Linked DNA regions of Mus musculus: region 1 is linked to region 2. Evidence: chromatin contacts called from public Hi-C data. All regions are on one chromosome and are shown on one strand. Each heading gives the region's core, a stretch centred on a gene start, on an enhancer-like site or on the middle of the called end of the contact. The rest is flanking DNA. Distances are from core to core; before and after follow the strand shown. Region 1 has its middle 15 kb from the start of Noc4l. Region 2 overlaps Fbrsl1 (fibrosin-like 1).

Region 1 (5,963 bases), core at 2,961-5,460, 220 kb after region 2:
CTACCTATCTCTCTTCAGCCCAGCTATTGACTGTCGGCATCTTTATCAATTAGAAATATCTTGGGGGGGGGACTCTCTTGTCTCTGGGGCAGCCAGTCTTGGGGCCCCCAAATTAGCATTAGAATACAAGCAGCAACAGGTCAACCCACTATACATGACTGCCACGACGCAGGTGAGCCAGCAGAACATGGCTGGCAGAGGCTCAGTGGAGGCACAATTACCAAGAGGGGTGATGTCTATAGCAAGTTAGTCAACCACATTCTCCTGGTTCTAAAGTGTCGTGAAGAGAGGGCAGGAGCTGGGCTTGACTCAAATGTCTAGTAGTCAAGGACCCATGGCCAGCAGAGTCCTTGCTTGTTGGTCAACTTCCCTAGGCAGACATAATAGAAATTCCCTGGGGCCAGAGTCAAAAACAGACTTGGCAAATTGAATGAGCTTAACAAGGGTGACATAAAGATACCAATTGCTGCAGTCTCCCCAAGTCACCAACCCCTCTCATGCATCAGGCTCTTGTTTTGTTCTATTTATTTTTTTTTTATTTTTTTATTTTTTTAAATTATAAAGGTCCTAAGGCTACTCGAAATTGAGGCAGACCTGGTTTTAGGGCTCCACCTAGTGTTCATAAAGCAAAGTGACTCTGTGTAAATAACAAAACTAAGAACCATTTTCCTCCCCAACAGGATATTGTGGCTTATTCCAGTGTGTAGAGCTGACACCATTTAGAGGTAGAATGGAACAGATAAATGAGGCGGACTTGTGCCCCATGCAATAGCCTACTTTATTCAGATCCTCAGGTATTTATTCCCTGAGGGTTAAAAAAGGTAACAAGGAGCCCGTGGTGGCACACACCTTTAATCCCAGCACTGGGGGAGGGAGGGTTGCGGGGGGGGGGGGTGGGTGGAAGGGGGAGTGAGGCAGATCTCTTAAGTTCAAAACCAGCCGGTCTACAGAGAATTCCAGGGCAGCCAGGGCTACACTGAGAAACCCTGACTTAAAATGCCACCCCCAAAGAGAGGTCACATGAATAAAGCTCTCAGAAGTGCAAGCTGTATACAGTCTCATGGATAAGCCACATGTGGTAAAGATATGTTTTTTTTTTAAATAGCGGCATATAGACATGTAATTGAATAACAGCAGCAAACAATAATGAGTAATCTGAAGGAAGCTCACTCCTTTCTGCTACCCCTGGGAGGGGCATGAAAACACATTCCAAGAACAATTCCACGCTGTGAGAAAACCCTAAGCTCACAGGACCCTGTCTTCTCGGAGTCTTCTCACAAGGACTCGGCGTCCCCTTCACGTGACTTCATTCCCGGCCCGTGCAGACCTGTGCCAGCTCCAGCAGGCCACGGAGTGTGAAGATGAAGAATGGGCCCCCATCTGGTGGCCACAGACACACACCTCTGTCACATCTTTAAGGTTCAACCGATGTCCAAGAATCTTGTTTCCAATAAACCAGAAAGGAGCCACCAAGCCTCCAGGAAATGAAGCAAACGCTTGCACATAGATTCAAGATGAAGTCAATAAAGCAGTGACAGACACCGGGAGTCAAGCAGGTGACAGATGTGAGGAGAGTGGGCGTCACAGAGGCCTACCAAGGACTAAGGAACAGGAGTATGGGAGGGAGCTTCCACTTTGTTTGACACAAGCCGAGGACTCTTGAATAAAAAGAGCCCTCGGTGTGAGCTGAATTCCTACTCCTTGGTGGTCCCAGTCATGTGGGACTGAGATATTGCTAGTATTCAAAGGATGTTTTTATAAGGGCACAAAGTCCCAGTATAGATAAATGAACACCCGGGAAAGAGCCTTTTAAACCTGGCGGCTGATGAAGGAAACAGTTGGTCAAATACTTCAGAAGGGGATCTGGAAGCACAGATTGTGAGCCCCTAGGAACTACTGTCCGTTCTGAGTTGGTAGCCACAACGTAACTCATACAGGCCTAGGGTTCACTGTCACCACAGCTCAGAAAGCAATGGATGGTAAAGGGAGATGGGAGAATAGGCCCTTCAGGGGGACACTGACCCCAGAGAATTAAGAACAGGTAGCCGATCTCACCAGAGAGGGAACAGGCTCTGGTAACTGTCACCGGCTAAAACCAAGCCTGCTGACTTGTTTCCTAAGTGGGAATAGTGACCAGCCTCTTCTGATGGTTGCAAGGCCTGCTTATGGCTGTCACTCAGCTGCCCCTAGATCTCCTTATGGTTGGATGCCAGCCACAGCCTTCTAGGTCTGAGTAGACAGCCAGCAGCTGCTACAGAGGTTCCTACCTCAGGGGGACCCAGCCCTGACCTAGGAAGCTATTTTAAAAAGAGTTATCTGTGTCCACCAAGCCAGCCCAGCTGTAGAATAAATGCTGTTGTACTTTGTATATTCAGTTCCAAAGCAATTTGCACTCTGGCCACTGTACTAGAAGGGACACAGGCACAGACTACAGAAGGTATTCCTGAGCTAGCAGCTTGGCTCTGTGATGGTAAGAGTGTAGCTTTTTCTAGCAGCTACTGACCTAGAGGTGAGACCCTGAGAACAGATGAAGTTCCCTAGGGAGCATCCATGTACCCCAACCTCTAGTGGGGCAGTCATTTTTAGCTGGGGATGTTTGCCAAAGCACCAAGCATGGCTGTTATTTGGGAAGTATGTCACTGACATCTTCGTCCCTATAGCAAATTTGCTAAGTGCCAATTAGATGCTCAAGTGTCTCCACCTCCCTTCGGGCATGGGATTCATTACTTGTGAGTATGACTCGATTGCCTGAAGTATTTGCATCTCTAGGTAGAAGACAGGAGGGACAAAGAAGAAAGGACGAGGAGGAAGAGAAGAGTCATAAGGTGAAGCCATTGCACATTGAAAAGGGAGACTTGTTAACGCACAATAACTACTCAGTAGATGGGGCTGCAGTGAGCCCCTTATATTCATTCCTCTAAGACTCAAGAAGAGAGGGGGCTGGAGAGATGGCTCCGTGGTTAAGAGCACTGACTGCTCTTCCCATGGTAGCTCACAACCATCTGCAATAGGATCTGATACCCTCTTCTGGTGTATCTGAAGATAGCAACAGTGTACTTATATAAATAAAATAAATAAATCTTTAAAAAAAAAAAAGACTCAAGCAGAGAGGCCTCTCCTCTGCCTGTGTAGTCATAACAGAATACCTGAGAAATACTAACTAGGAAAAACAAATTAACGATCTGGAAATTCACAGTCAAGATGCCCTCAGTGAGGGCCTCCTGCTTCATGGTCACATAAGGTAGAAAACACACACACTGTTTGTATTCAAATGTTAGTACTGGTTCCTCGAGAGAGTCTCCTCACCCCACCCCACCCAGCAGACTACCTCGTCCTCAGGTGATACCATGTTGACCTCCCATTTTAACTGCCAATAAAAGGCTAGAGCCTGTGATTGGGCAGTGGAGGGGAAAAGGTGGGACTGGAGAGGGAGTAGGAGGCAGAGGAAGAAGGGGAAAGAGGACAGAGGAAGAAGGAGGAGGAAGCCATAATGGGCCAGAACCGCATGGCTGGGAGAAGCCGCAAGCAACAAGGGGTCTCATAGCTGGGGAATAAGTTAGTAGTATATTAGATTTTCCCAATCCACTCCCCTCAGCCCCATATAAATAACTAGGGCTGATCTCTAAAGGTGCACCAGGATGGAAATTAAACACCAAATGGGTCTAAGGGGTCTACAGACTGAGGCTCCCTCTCCAAACCCCAAGCAAACCTCAGCAACCAGTGGCAGCGCCCCTGCCCTGAGCTGGACATAGGCAGCGCCATAACATGGTTTGGGGGGGGGGGGGTCCCTGCGCCTACAGAAGAACCAAGGACCCTGGGGCACGACTGCCTGAGAAGCAGCCTGCAGTCTTCACAGCTGAGGATCAACAACTGAAAACACACACACACACACACACACATACACACACACACACACACACAATACAAAAAACCAAAATCTAACTTTCCAAAGCTTTCTCTCACAGGCACAGCTGGCTGATCTGGGTATCTCTACCCCGAGCAGGCCTTCCTGCGCTCGCTTTTCCTGTATCCCCCACGTCTAAACTGGACACGGAACAGCCAGACCTGCTCTCCCGACTGCAAGCTGCCTGAAATCAGTGCACATGCTGCCGACTGCAACCCAAACAAAAGCCAGAGAGAGGCTCAGAAGTCCCACGTCTTTCTACAGTTAGCCACCACCACCCACTTCCTGCGAATAAGATTCCGAGAGGACTGCAATGTCCTGAATCGAACACCAGGGGGAGACAAAGGTACAAGAAGCTCCAGATCAGGTACTGAGAATTCAAAATTGACAATCACAAAAATTAGATACCTCCTTTAATCCCAGCACTTGGGAGGCAGAGGCAGGCGGATTTCTGAGTTCAAGGCCAGCCTGGTCTACAGAGTAAGTTCCAGGACATCCAGGGCTATACAGGGAAACCCTGTCTTGAAAAACTGAAAGAAAAGAAAAAAAGAAAAGACTGGGCAATACAGCCTAAAGAAAACACAAGAACTAAAGGAATTTGTAGGTCATGCTAAGCAACAGAGAGAAGAAAATGAATACAGCCTAGAGGAAAATCTGGAACGAAAGGTACAGGATTCTATTGGTCAAGATAACAGAGAGAGGAACATGAAGGTTAGAGACAGGAGCTGGAAAAGATGCTAGAACAAAGAATGCAAAATTTCACAGGTCAGAATGAGCAGCAGAGAAGAAGAAATGAGAATTGGAAGTGAGACTTGGAGGAGAATCTTCTAAAATTAATCAGTCAAAATAAAATAGACATCACAATATCAGGATTACAACATAAAGAAAAAATAAGGTGAAGGGGAGCTCTGAGCAGGGGGTGCAGACACTTAAGGAACAGGAGGAGCAACAAAAGGAGAAGTCTGAGGCATGGGGGCAAGCTTTGGAGGAGAGGTTACAAAAAGATATTATTAGGTTGAACAAAACACCAGGATGACAGAGATACAAGCGCTAGAGAAATATTGGCACAGGGGCTGGAGAGATGGCTCAGTGGTTAAGAGCACTGACTGCAGCCGGGCGGTGGTGGCACGCACCTTTAATCCCAGCACTTGGGAGGCAGAGGCAGGCGGATTTCTGAGTTCGAGGCCAGCCTGGTCTACAGAGTGAGTTCCAGAGCAGCCAGGGCTACACAGAGAAACCCTGTCTCGAAAAAAACAAAAAGACTGGAAGGATGTGGTAAAAGCAATATGAGAACCCGGGTCACCTTTATAATGGTGCTTGTGGTGGAGAGAAGAAGCAAAGGAGATAGCCCAACAAAATAAAGCCAGAGGTAAGAATATTTCTGAAGTTCTGCTGCTTGGGGAAGGTCATTTTGCTGAGCTAGAAGTAGACGCTGAATATGATGAAAGCTTGATGTTATGTGCTAAGGCAGCCTTAAATGCTTGAGACGAAGTCGCAGAAAGAGTAGAAAGACTTGAACCTTTTTTTTTTCAGGCCAAGCAAGGTCTAAAAGAAACATTCCTTGACTTTTTCCAAAGGTTGTCTTTATCTGTGGAAAGAAGTACATTGGATCCATTAGTAAGAAAGTCCTGAATCAAGACTTTATCTTTTGAAAATGGGAATGCTGAATGCAAAGAAGTAATCAGACCATTGAAGGCAGGGTCAGCATCAATAGAAGAGTGGATTAGACATACAGTGGATGTTAGACCCCGTTCACCTGATATGACCTTAACAGGAGAAGCTGCCACTAGAGGCCTTGAGGCCATACAACATTTCTTAATCGTGGTGAGCAAGGTTATGTCAAAAGAAACTTCAGAGAAACTGGGCAGTGGTGGTGCACGGCTTTAATCCCAGCACTTGGGAGGCAGAGGCAGGCAGATTTCTGAATTCAAGGCCAGTCTGGTCTACAGAGTGAGTTCCAGGACAGCCAGGGCTACACAGAGAAACCCTGTCTTGGGAGAAAAAAAAAGAGAGAGAGAGAAGCTTCAGAGAAAACCAAATTAATTCCAAAAGGGAGCCC
Region 2 (5,671 bases), core at 816-3,315:
TCAGATGGCTAAGTGGGGGCCCTCACCCAGGCATCTGTCTAAGGCCCCAGTGACGTGAAGGCTGGTAGCCTGCAGAGGAACCAGCCCAGCCTGAGGAGCCCGAGGTGATCCCAGTCACTGACTGAACGAACTCTATAGGGACTTTTCATTACTAGACCAAGTGAGAATCTACTGGTATCTCTGTCATCAGCTTGACTGCCGTGGGGGTGTTCTCTCTTCTGACCCACGGTGGGCAAAGACTCACTGGCAACTCGTGAGGGCTGAAATATACACCAATGCAGTTGTACTGTGAGGACGCTGGGCATGCTTTTTGCTTGGCACATACCTACAGAAGCCATCTTTTCTCTAAGCCAGACTCTGGAGTGAGTACTGTACCCTAGGACTCTATGGTGGAACCCTGTAGGTGATGTGGGCTGTTATCCTTTCTTAAGTAGTTGTCCATGGATTGAAAACCCCACTTCCTGCAGTTTTATAAAGCTGAGTCCTGTATTCTGGAAACAGACACATGGGAAGATATTTATTACCTTCTGTAACCAGGTGGATCTAAAACAGCGCCACCTGCTTGCCCTTTGGTGTTTCTGGCTTTTTACTCACTCTGAGGAAGTTTCCTATGAGCTATGCCAGAGGCAGGGAGATACCATGCTTCCATCTCCGGCATTTATGGAAGGATGAAATCAGTGAACCTCCGTCAGCCTAGAGTCAGAAAGCGGCTTGTTTGCTTGAGGGGTGGGGGGGCAGATGAGAATAGCTATACTTATAGCTACTTTTAGGCCTTGTAGACCAGCCACCAGTCCATCCGCTCATCGACCCAAATAACCAGCTCTACAAGCCAACGTGCCCCGAGTTCTTGTACACTGGGCCCTTCTGGACAACGGACAGACACACACCCTTCCATGCATGGGGCCTTCAAAATCATATGGCTCCCAGTTACTGTAAGGGGAAAAAAAAGCCAGCCTGAAAGACAGCAGCACGTGCTAAGAGGGCAAACTGCAGAGAAAGGTAGGAGGACCGACCACCAAAGGGCCGCTCTATGTTGGCAGTGTTTCATTTGTTCTGTGACACAACCACAAGGATGGACAAAGGTGGGCGAGTTTGCAGGCACCAGTTTAGGAGGCTCCAGACATGGAAGAGAGGTCAAGGCTGCTCCAATCATTTGAAGTTTGCTCCTGTAACATGTCTGGGTGACTATGGCCTACAGGCTCCTGTGCAACCTCAGTGGCCCAGGAGGTTTACAGGGAATGGCTGGAAGCCCAGTCTCAGGGAGGAACCACAGGTACTTTGCCGACACACACAGCTCCCTTACAAATCCGTGGGCGGGCAGGTACTTCTGAGCAGTTCTCCTGGGCTTGGATGTCCGCCAACATGGAGTCCATGCAACTGCACATGCACCCCAGGGGGACACAGCCACATTCAGTCTCTACCTCTCCCCTTGTAGTCCTTTCTGGGTTTCTGAGGTCACCTCTGAGACCACAGTTATTTTACTAGTCTTATAGGCTGGCTATGTTGATGGAGCCTCATGTCTGGTCTTTCATCCAGCCTCATGTAGTAGCTTAATTTATACACTATGTTGGGTATATATGCATGTGAGTATGCAGCCCACAGTGCGTATGTGGAACTTCGAGGACAACTTGTGGGAAATCACTTCTTTCCTTTCACCATGTGGGTTCCAGGAATTTGAACACGAGTTGCCAGGTTTAGCAACAAGTACCTTTACCCACTGAGCCATCTCTCTGGTTTACAACTCTTTCCTTGATATTTGTTTATTTTTATTTTGTGTACAGGTGTTTTGCCTACATATATGTGTGTGTACCATGTGCATGCATCGCCCACAGAGACCCAGAGGCCATCGATCTCCTGGAACTGGAACTACAGAAGTCTGTGAACAACCACCCAGGTGCTGGGAATTGAATCCAAGTCCTCTGGAAGAGCATACAGTGCTTTTATCACTGAGCTGCCTCTCTTGCTCCAGGCTTTAATTGTTCTTGGTGGGACTCAGCCCTTGGCTCTGGGCTGTGCAGATCTATGAGGAAGTTGCAAGGAGAAAGAAGGCTTCCAGACAAGAGGGCAGGAGAGTTCCAGGAAGTGAAACGAAGGGAGGTGGAGCAATGATTAGTCTCTCCAGACAGAGAGAGCTCACAAGAGCTCAAAGAAAGGCCAATATTGTCCTGCTGGGTTCCCAAGCTAGCTTACAATGCACTGATCTTGTAGCCTGGCATGTCCCAAGGTCCAGAAGTTTGGATGAAGTAGGCTGGTGAGCCAGGCTGCTTCCCCACCATCCAGCAGCCTCTGCCAGCATGTACTAGTGAAACACTCCCTCCTTCCTGGTGTAATTCTTTCTGGGTAGGCCATGGGACATAGAAACTACGATAACCCAAACCTGTTCAGTGTTACTCGTGTGCACGTCACCGACTAGTCAGGCAGAGAAACTGAGGTACCACATGTGATCAGTGGGACCTAGAGTGGGGGAGTCCACTCCTTGGCACCAGTGCCTGCCAAAGGCTGAAATACACACAGGGCTTCAGCTGACACTGCTCGGGCAGACAGGAGGGCAGAGTGAAAAGAGTCCTAATTCACTCCAATGGGCAGGACCAAAGCAAGGGCAGTGTTGTGAGGCAAACTGGCTTTATTTCTGGTAAACCCCCAGAAATGCCTGCCAATTTCCAGAGTTCCGCTAACCAGGGCAACCAGACTAGCAGGCTGAGAAAGGGCTCCAGCAGCCATGAACAGTGGCTCTAGCAATGAGGTGCCTCCTTCCCCCTACTCAACACCAGGCTGCACATGGAAGTCACGCTTCCAGGGCTGGGGGCCAAGTGAACTGCTTGCTGTCCCAGGTAGGAAGCATGTGGTTTACTCTAGTACTCAGATACACTGAGGTTTTGGGTACAGAGCTAGCCTGTCCAAGGGTTGGGCCCTGAGCCATCTGTTGCTGAGCAGATGATGAAGGGACCAGAAGTATCCCTTTTCACTTGCAGAAGTTAGAAAGTCTACCAGAACCCAGACCCAGAGAGCACACGTGGACACACGTGTGATCATGTACATGTCTGAGGTTGTCCATGAAATGCATACTATCTAGTGTACGCACCTCACCTGCTCCCCAGATACCTTTATGCTCTAGAACACTTCAAGGGGATACACACAAAGGCCCACTGGACCCTGGAATCCCATTATTCAGGCTGAAAACACAAACAAGACCGTAGGAATAGCAACCCTGGGTAAGTACAGGACATAGCCAGGATGGTATGCAGGAGTCTGATGAGTCCCATCCATGCTGGAGTAGTCACAGGGAGACAGACACACCACCTCAACTGTTTCATACCCAGACGAATGCTTTACTTGTGGCTTCCTACAGTCCACTTAACCTCTGCACTTGAAAGAGGGAGACAAGGATAGGGCAGTTCACTTCCTGGACCGAGGATGAAGAATATGGCTGCCTGGCTACTTTCTGCTATAAGCCCTGGAAAATCCCTGCAAGGGGCAGCAGCTCCCTCAGGCATCAGACCCAGGGTAGGCCAGAGAGGTGGACGCATGGTTGGCTCCCCATTGTTCAAGGTGAAGAGCCAGTGGAAGATACACTTGCAGCATGTCAACCTATATATACGGTGTATCCTGTATGTACAACATGCTATCCTATATATACAATGTATCCTGTATGCACAGCATGTCATCCTACATATACTGTGTATCATGTATGGGCAGCATGCCAAATGAACACACCATGCCAAGCATGTAAGCATGTATGGTATTCCATGTATGCCATAAGTACATCTTGAATACATGGCATTCTATGTGCATAATACATCCTATGTGTACAGTGCACCCCATGTGCACATTATACCATATGTACATGGTGTGTCCTGTACACACAAGTGCATTCTCTATAGATGTTGCGCCCATGGCTCTGGCCCTTCAGCAGTCACTCTATGCCTATTCTTTTTTTTTTTTTTTTTTTTTTTTTTTTTGGTTTTTTGAGACAGGACTTTTCTGTATAGCTCTGGCTGTCCTGGAACTCACTTTGTAGACCAGGCTGGCCTGGCGCTCAGAAATCCACCTGCCTCTGCCACCCGAGTGCTGGGATTAAAGGCGTGTGCCACCACACCTGGCGTGCCTACTCTTTTTAGGGGAATGACCCCTGCTCCTACTGACCCATGGTCATCAGAAGGACTCTGGAGGCTACCCAGGGATAGACATCTTGAGTCTAAGCTTGGGACTGACCCAAGTTACCCAAGTAACCGATGCCCTCCTGGAGTGAGCTGTGCCAGGCAGTAACCCTGACTCACTGGATCTCACAGTGCTGCAACCAGACTTCAGCAGGGCAAGACCATGCTGAATGAGGCTCAACTGTGACTATCTCTGATACCCTCTTTTCCCCAGCCATAACCCTTACTCGTTGTTAGGTCTGAGTCCTGACTTCCCATGTCTTCTGAGACCCTAGAACAGGTGCTGGCACAGCAAAAGACCTCAGCCAGCAAAGCAGGGGAACTCACCATTTCTGTTCTGCTGACTCCAAGCCAGATGGTCCCCTACCCCTGGCCAGCAGTCCTCACTGAGCATTGCTGACTACACCCCACACTTCCCCTCCACAGGTACCTGGCTGTGGCTCTAGACCTGGGCACTCCATATAGACCTCTCCCTTCAGAACTGAGCACTCATGTAAGCAAGCACCCCAGATCTACCTGGCAAAGACACTCCATTTGCTTCTTCCCCCATTAGCACCAAGATGTCACTGTTGTTTACTACTGTCCCCAGTGGAGGGTTGGGAGATGGCTCAGTGGTTAAGGGCATACATTTCTCTTCTAGAGGTCCCAAGTTGAATTTCCAAGTGGTTTGCTATTGCTCCTCACTTTGTTGCAGCTACGGGCACAGGTCCACGTACCTGTGCTTCGGCTGATCATTTACTCACAACATGAGCCCAGGTGGGGAAAGAAAGCACGATTCATATCTGTCTCAAAAAATATTTACGTCTGCCGAGACAGGGATGATGAACAGCCCAGAGAAGGGTCACGGATGCCAAGGGGAGAGAGTATTCATGGAAATGTGTATGTTAGGCATGCAAGGCAGATGATGCTTCCTGGTGAAGGTACTAGGAGATCCCTAGATTTCCCACCACACCAACCAACAACTGCGAGTAACACCTGGATGGAGAAAAATGGGCCTGGAACCAAGCTGGAGTTCACACTGATTGTATGGGTGCCCACTACACAGTCTGGCCCTGAAGTTCTGCTGTCAGACACAGCCCAGAAAGGAGAAGCACTCTCATGGTTGTAATTAGCATTAGGGCTCCAACTGGGAAATTCCCTTTCAGTGAGCCCCTTATGTCAGCAAAGTTTCATAGTCATCTCCTCTGGGCTCAGTTGGGTTAGCACAAGCCCTGTCTGCTATTTCTAGAACTATACCATTTCTGTGTGTTGGCGGGCGGTTTAAAAGACTCATTGGGTTGCTATAGCTCTCTGCCGATCCCTGTGAAAGTAAAACGGGGCCATGGTGGGGCTTAATCCCTCACGGCCCATGTGCTAAAGGACACTTGCCAGCCTCTGGAACTGCTGGGACACAGTGGAAACCCTCGGAGTCACAGGTAAGAGACCTGACTGAGGCTCTGAAACCATGAGCCCAAGTTTTTCTTTCCCACATGCTGTTCACCTCAAGTATTCTGTCACCATATGTAAAGCTTACT

What was found. Hi-C and Micro-C count contacts between places; a contact is called where the count stands out from the background.
Region 1: a Hi-C map of bone marrow-derived macrophages shows a contact between it and region 2, with 28 read pairs. The contact joins two enhancer-like sites. A contact is called at or near these places in 21 of 484 Hi-C or Micro-C datasets (the G1E-ER4 cell line, Sertoli cells, bone marrow-derived macrophages and 5 more), 12 of 115 datasets of contacts at active chromatin or transcription factors (VIP interneurons, bone marrow-derived dendritic cells, embryonic stem cells and 1 more) and 4 of 9 other capture datasets (adipose tissue, embryonic stem cells, liver and 1 more).

Annotation. Positions count from the first base shown.
Region 1 is chr5:110,635,496-110,641,458 of GRCm38.p6, forward strand. No RefSeq gene overlaps it. Among named protein-coding and RNA genes, the nearest start is that of Noc4l, 15 kb to the right of the region's middle. Within about 2 kb of position 4,211, at least 32 of the 459 cell types and tissues checked have an H3K27ac peak or open chromatin away from gene starts, as enhancers often do. A contact at or near this core is called in bone marrow-derived macrophages, where this site is marked.
Region 2 is chr5:110,419,081-110,424,751 of GRCm38.p6, forward strand. All of the region lies in intron 2 of Fbrsl1 (fibrosin-like 1), which reads right to left. Among named protein-coding and RNA genes, the nearest start is that of Fbrsl1, 27 kb to the right of the region's middle. Within about 2 kb of position 2,066, at least 35 of the 459 cell types and tissues checked have an H3K27ac peak or open chromatin away from gene starts, as enhancers often do. A contact at or near this core is called in bone marrow-derived macrophages, where this site is marked.